2 separate regions of the Mus musculus genome follow, and region 1 is linked to region 2. Evidence: chromatin contacts called from public HiChIP or PLAC-seq data. All regions are on one chromosome and are shown on one strand. The core of a region is the stretch at or near the end of the contact, and the rest is flanking DNA. Distances in the headings are between cores, read along the strand shown.

Region 1 (2,876 bases), core at 34-2,533, 50 kb after region 2:
TGCATATGTAGCATAAGATGGCCTAGTCGGCTCGGCCATCATTGGGAAGAGAGGCCCCTTGGTCTTGCAAACTTTATATGCCTCAGTACAGGGGAACGCCAGGGCCAAGAAGTGGGAGTGGGTGGGTAGGGGAGTGGGGGGGGATATGGGGGACTTTTGGGATAGCATTTGAAATGTAAATGAAGAAAATACCTAATTAAAAAATAAAATTAAAAAAAAAAGGAATTTTGAGGCCAGCCTGGGCCACTTGAGATCTTGTTTCAAAACCAAAACCAAAAGGGTGCTGGAGAAATTATTCAACAGTTTAGAGCAATTGTGCTTGTAGAGGACCAGGGTGTGGTTCCCAGGAGCCACATGGGGTGGCTCATAATCACAGCAACCTCCAGCTCCAGGGGAGTAGACGCCCTCTTCTGGCACTGGAGGGCATTTGAACTTACACACAATTTTACTCTTTCTTTATTGTTTCTTTAATGCTTATTTTATCATTATTATTTTTTGAGACAGGGTTTCTCTGTGTAGCCCTGGCTGTTCTATAATCGCTTTGTAGACCAGGCTGGACTCGAATTCACTTAGATTTACCTGCTTCTGCGTCCTGAGTGCTGAAACTAAAGATATGCACTATCACACCTGGCTAGTTTTAATTCAGAAATGATTGCTTGCATATATGTTTGTGTACCCCATATGCCTAATGCCTGTGGAGATCAAAAGAGGTCTTATAGTCAGATCCCCTGGAACTGGAGTTAGAGGTGGCTGTGAGCTGTTTAATCTGAGTGCTGGGAACCAAACCCAGTCCTTTGCAAGAGTAGCAAATGCTCTCAACAGCTGAACATTCTCTCCAGCTCCATATATATATATATAATCTTTCTTAAGTGTATTAAACTTGTGTGTAGTTGTTTTACTTATGAGTTTCTGCATCAGTTATACGTCTAGTGTTTGAGGATGCCTAAAGAGGGCACCGTATACCCTGGGACAGATGGGTGTGAGTCCTCACATACAGGGGTGCTTGGAATCGAACCCAGGAGCTCTGGGGGAATCAGCCAGTGCTCTTAAGCGATGACCCCTGAAATACATCTCAAAGATGACAACGATAAACCACAGAGCAAAACAAAAAACCACCAGTTGAAAATAAATCCGTCCCATTCGCCTTTTTTTTTTTTTTTTTTTTTAAGCACCCTTTTCTACACTCCCACGCTAACCTTTCGGGTTCAGAGATGCAACGTCATCACGCCGGGACGTAGCTGCTTCGGGAGTGCGCTTCGGACGCGTATCTGACGTCACCTCGCAGAACCTAGCAACAGCGCAGGCTCGGGGGCCGAGTCCGTTATGGCCGCCTCCGCCCTGGGCAGAATGTGCGGGGCTGCACGAGAGAAGCTGTCTCCCGGGCCGGGCGCCCGGGGCCTCGGGGCTCTGGCGCGATCTCTGGTGCTGGCGTTGCTGCTCGTGCCCGTCCTGTGCTCTGGTAATGAACGCAGGGAGACGGCGAGGGACCGGGTCGGGCCCGACGGGGACGGAGCGCCGCCGACTCACGGTGGTTCCCACCGGCCGAGTTCCCGCGCCCAGGGCTGGGCCCGAGTTGGGAAGCGCTCCCAGTGCGGTCTCCCCAGGCCTGAGAAGTGGGGTTGTGAGATTCAGAGACCCGAGTAGGTGGGCGGGGACGGGAAGTCCCCGTGTCGTGGACGGAGTCTCTGAGAATACACTCCCTGGAGGAAGGGCGCTCGGTGTGGAGGGGGGAGGTCCCCAAAATGGGGAGTACAGAGATCTCGCAGACTGGATAGGAAACAGGCCGAAGAGATAGTCGGAGTTGGGGAGAGTGATGTTAAGAGAGATGCTTGAGGTTAGAGGGACAAGCAAGGCTAGGCAAGTTTTTGTTTTGTTTTCCCCTTCGAAATGGTGAGGTCAGAGATAAAGATAGGGACAGCGACCCAGTGTTGGGACTGAATTGATTGACTGTTCCAGAGTGGAAGAGGGGAGGAGCTGTTTGTGGATTCCATCTCTGAGGTCTGAGAAGTTCTGGGGCTTTTGGTGTAGAGGCAGAGTCCGGGGACGCTGACCGGCTGAGGGCCTTGGAGGAGGAGTAGAGTTTAGAAACAAAGGGAGAGAGCGTGTCTGCGGCAGATGCCCTTCCTTGAGCTGAGGTTTTACCGAACGCCCTCTCGCCTCATTTGAGAAAAACTTTCTTTTCTTGCAGATGCTATAGCATAAATCAGGATATTAAAGCCGTTCTTGAAAGTGAAATCTGTAAACCGAGGCAGAGATTTAGCAGGAGAAACTGAGCATTGTTGAGTAGTCATATTTTTCTTTCTGTCCAGCGTGCAATCATTTTCTCCCCAAGTCTTTATTGATTTTTTTTTTCAGATGAAAACTTAATGTGAACTGGGGCTGACTTCCTTCTTTGCCCAGGGAGACTCTCCAGCCAATCACCCGTCCCTTTATTACAGTGCTGGGTTGCATACATAGTTTCCTTCCTCAGCAGCACTGAAAGCAGGCAGCTGACTGCCCTAACTGGAGGGTTTTGGAGTCTGTGGGAGGAAAGACTAGGTTTTCCAAGGCTCTTATATCTTGGGTAGAATGTAATGAGGATTTCCCTGGTGGATGCAGACATAATTTTGATCTTTAATCATCTAGAGCAACAGTCTGTAACTGCATCTTTAGGAGTAATCTGACACCTGTGGCTTCTTTGGGTACTGCACCTAAGTTTGTGTCTCACACACACACACACACACACACACACACACATTCTCTCTCTTTCTCTCTAAATGTTACCTTTATTTATTTATTTGAGACACGGTTTCTCTGTGTAGCCCTGCCTGTCTTGGAACTCACTCTGTAGACAAGGCTGGCCTGGAACTCAGAAATCCACCTGCCTCCGCCTCCCA
Region 2 (2,700 bases), core at 47-2,546:
GTGCAGGCACACCCACTGAACTGCTAGTAACGGAAAAATAGAACGCACGGGGTGCTGGAGAGATAGCTCAGTGGTTAGGAGTGCTTGCTGCACGTGCAGAGAGCAGAGCTTGGCTTCCAGAACCCATATCTCTGGCCCCACACTCCATCATGGCTGTTAAAGTCGATCTCTGTCTGTGCCATTCTATCTTAGTCTCTCAGTTGTCCCCAAGACCATACTTCTCACTTCACAGAGACATCATCTCTCTCTGAAGCCTGATCTCCTGGAAGGAAGGCAAGGACTTTGGCATGCCTGGTCCCTCCAAGGTCCGGCACAGAGGCCTGCCCATGCCCCCCCCCCCCAGCATTATCCCTTGATTGGCTTCAGGAAGGTAAGGTTTATTCTGGTTTGAGGGTACTCCGTTGTGGTGGGGAAGGCTTGGGGGCAGGAGTGTGTGGATTCTAGTCACACTGCATCTGCGGGTAGGAGATGGGAAGGGGTGCCAGTGGTCGGTTTGCTCTTTCCTTTCCTCCTGTTTGATTCAGTCTTGCCCTCCCCCCCCCCCCCCGCGTCCCTGCCCCCAGTCATGGGATGGTACCGCCTACATCCAGGGTCTTCCCTCCTCTGTGCAACCGCCACACACGGGTGTGTTTCCTAGGTGATTCCAAACCCAGGCAGGTTGACAATGAAGATTAATTATGACAGCCTCCTACACCCAACCTGTGAAGATCAAAAATACCTCAAGAGGTTGCTAAAATGCTCCCCAGAAGCAAGGACTGAATCTCCTTTGGGATCGGGTCAGAGAGCCATCAGAACACGCTATTGGGGATGAAAGGCAACCCTAATCGTTTTCTTACTGGCCCCACTTTCCTCATCAGGAAAAAAGTGCACTGATGCCTGCAGGAAAATGAATTTTCTTCAAGAGATCACACAGGCTTCCAAGCAAGCAACCTGGGGTGGTGCTGCCACCTCTTGGTGAGTGGGTGGAAGTACATCCGTGGGCGTGGTTGGCAAGCTATTGCTACCTAGTAAGAGCCTCTCTATCTCTGCCAGGGAGCCCAAGTAAAGGCCAGGCAGAGTGGACAGAAATAGAGGAGTCAGCAAACACAGGGAATTTTATATCAATCAGTGGTGTTGAGAAGAAACCTGGTCTAGGTTCAATTCGCCCCTTTTCCTGTATCATTATGTATCTCCGACAAGAAAAGGACACCAAGAGCGATTTGCCCCACAATAGCTGCCCTTGACTAGATTGGTGGGCGTCCCAGAGGCTGTCCCCTCCCCCAAGATTGGCCTCTGTGGAAATCAGGAGGGTGGCGCAGCCAATGGTCGCACCTAGATCCGCCATCTTCCCCAGAGGCCACGCCTCCTCCGCCCTTTCCCCAGTTACAGCTAGAAACTCAGCTTCAGTCCGTGAAGTCTACGATTTCCACTTCATCTAATTCATTTGACCCACTGCCACCTTCATCTTAAGCCCGGCTTCCCTGGGACTGTACTTTAGTCTTCCATGACTCTGGCTGCAGTGTTCATGGGGCTGTATTCAGCTGTGTTTGGCTACGCCTAGAATCTTCTATGAGACTGCTACAGATTACATTCCTGTAGCATTCCTCTTTGGAGGAAAATGGGGTGAAGACGCTGCTAGGGGCCTTTCTCAGCTTCTTTTTAATTTTGATTTTCTTCTTCCTCTTCCTCTTCCTCTTCCTCCTCCTCCTCCTCCTCCTCCTCTTCTTCTTCTTCTTCTTCTTCTTCTTCTTCTTCTTCTTCTTCTTCTTCATGTATTTATTTATTATATGCAAGTACACTGTAGCTGTCTTCAGACATACCAGAAGAGGGCATCAGATCTCATTACAGATGGTTGTGAGCCACCATGTGGTTGCTAGGATTTGAACTCAGGATCTTCAGATGAGCAGTTGGTGCTCTTAACCTTAACCTCTGAGCCATCTCTCCAGCCCTTTTTTCTTCTTCTTAAACATAGTCTCATTGCATAACACTGACTGGGCTAGAACTTGCCATGTAGACCAGGCTAGCCTCAAACTCAGAGATCCAACTGCCTCTGTCTCCTGAGTGCTGGGTTTAAATGTGGGTCCAGTCAGTCTTCATTTTTGTTTTGTTTCGCTTTGCTTTTATGAGAAAATATCTCACGTGGTCCAGACTTCAACCTTTCTCTGACCTTGAACTCCTGATCATCCTTCCTGTACTCCAGAGTGCCTGGGTCACAGGCATGTGACACTGTGGCCAGTCTTTACATGCTATTTCTACGGCATTTTGAGCAAAGTCTATCTAATCCTTTGATTATTAGTTTTGCAAGGGCAGCGGCGGCACCCGATTCTCCCATATCCTGTTCTGGCTCAGTTCTTAGTGCTGGGGAGCAAGACTTTCAGTGGAAGCTGAGTGAGCGAGGGACATCTGAGGGAGAGGGACAGGACAGAAGCTGAGAGATGTCCGGGCATAGGTGTGCTTCCTCCTACCATGCAGGTCCCAGACCCTGAAGAAGGTACAGGGCTGTGGTGGTTTAAATGGGAATGGCTGCCAACAAGGGTGAGCACACACACACACACACACACACACACACACACACCTGCACATATGCCCCTGCACACACACTAAATTGTTGAGGTTTGGTTTTGGTATGTATTGTAATACTAAATACTGGTTCCCAGGGACAAGAGAATCTGCACACACATAAGAGATACCATGTAATCTTGCTCCCCAAGTTATCCCTGA

The links. HiChIP or PLAC-seq counts read pairs in DNA pulled down with a chosen protein or histone mark.
Region 1: a contact with region 2 is called in an H3K27ac HiChIP or PLAC-seq map of embryonic stem cells, with 8 read pairs. The contact joins the promoter of 9530068E07Rik here to the enhancer-like site in region 2. A contact is called at or near these places in 5 of 39 promoter capture datasets (embryonic stem cells, liver, pre-B cells and 1 more), 1 of 15 datasets of contacts at CTCF or cohesin (embryonic stem cells), 13 of 484 Hi-C or Micro-C datasets (CD4 single positive thymocytes, the G1E-ER4 cell line, the N1E-115 cell line and 4 more), 10 of 115 datasets of contacts at active chromatin or transcription factors (embryonic stem cells, extraembryonic endoderm stem cells, pancreatic cancer cells and 1 more) and 3 of 9 other capture datasets (adipose tissue, liver and pancreatic islet).

What each region holds. Positions count from the first base shown.
Region 1 is chr11:52,395,145-52,398,020 of GRCm38.p6, forward strand. It overlaps 9530068E07Rik (RIKEN cDNA 9530068E07 gene), which reads left to right and starts at 1,284. Exons shown (of 3, transcript NM_153117.2): 1 at 1,284-1,459. The coding sequence starts at 1,324.
Region 2 is chr11:52,345,500-52,348,199 of GRCm38.p6, forward strand. No RefSeq gene overlaps it. Among named protein-coding and RNA genes, the nearest start is that of Gm51894, 12 kb to the right of the region's middle. Within about 2 kb of position 1,297, at least 125 of the 459 cell types and tissues checked have an H3K27ac peak or open chromatin away from gene starts, as enhancers often do. A contact at or near this core is called in CD4 single positive thymocytes, the G1E-ER4 cell line, the N1E-115 cell line and 5 more, where this site is marked.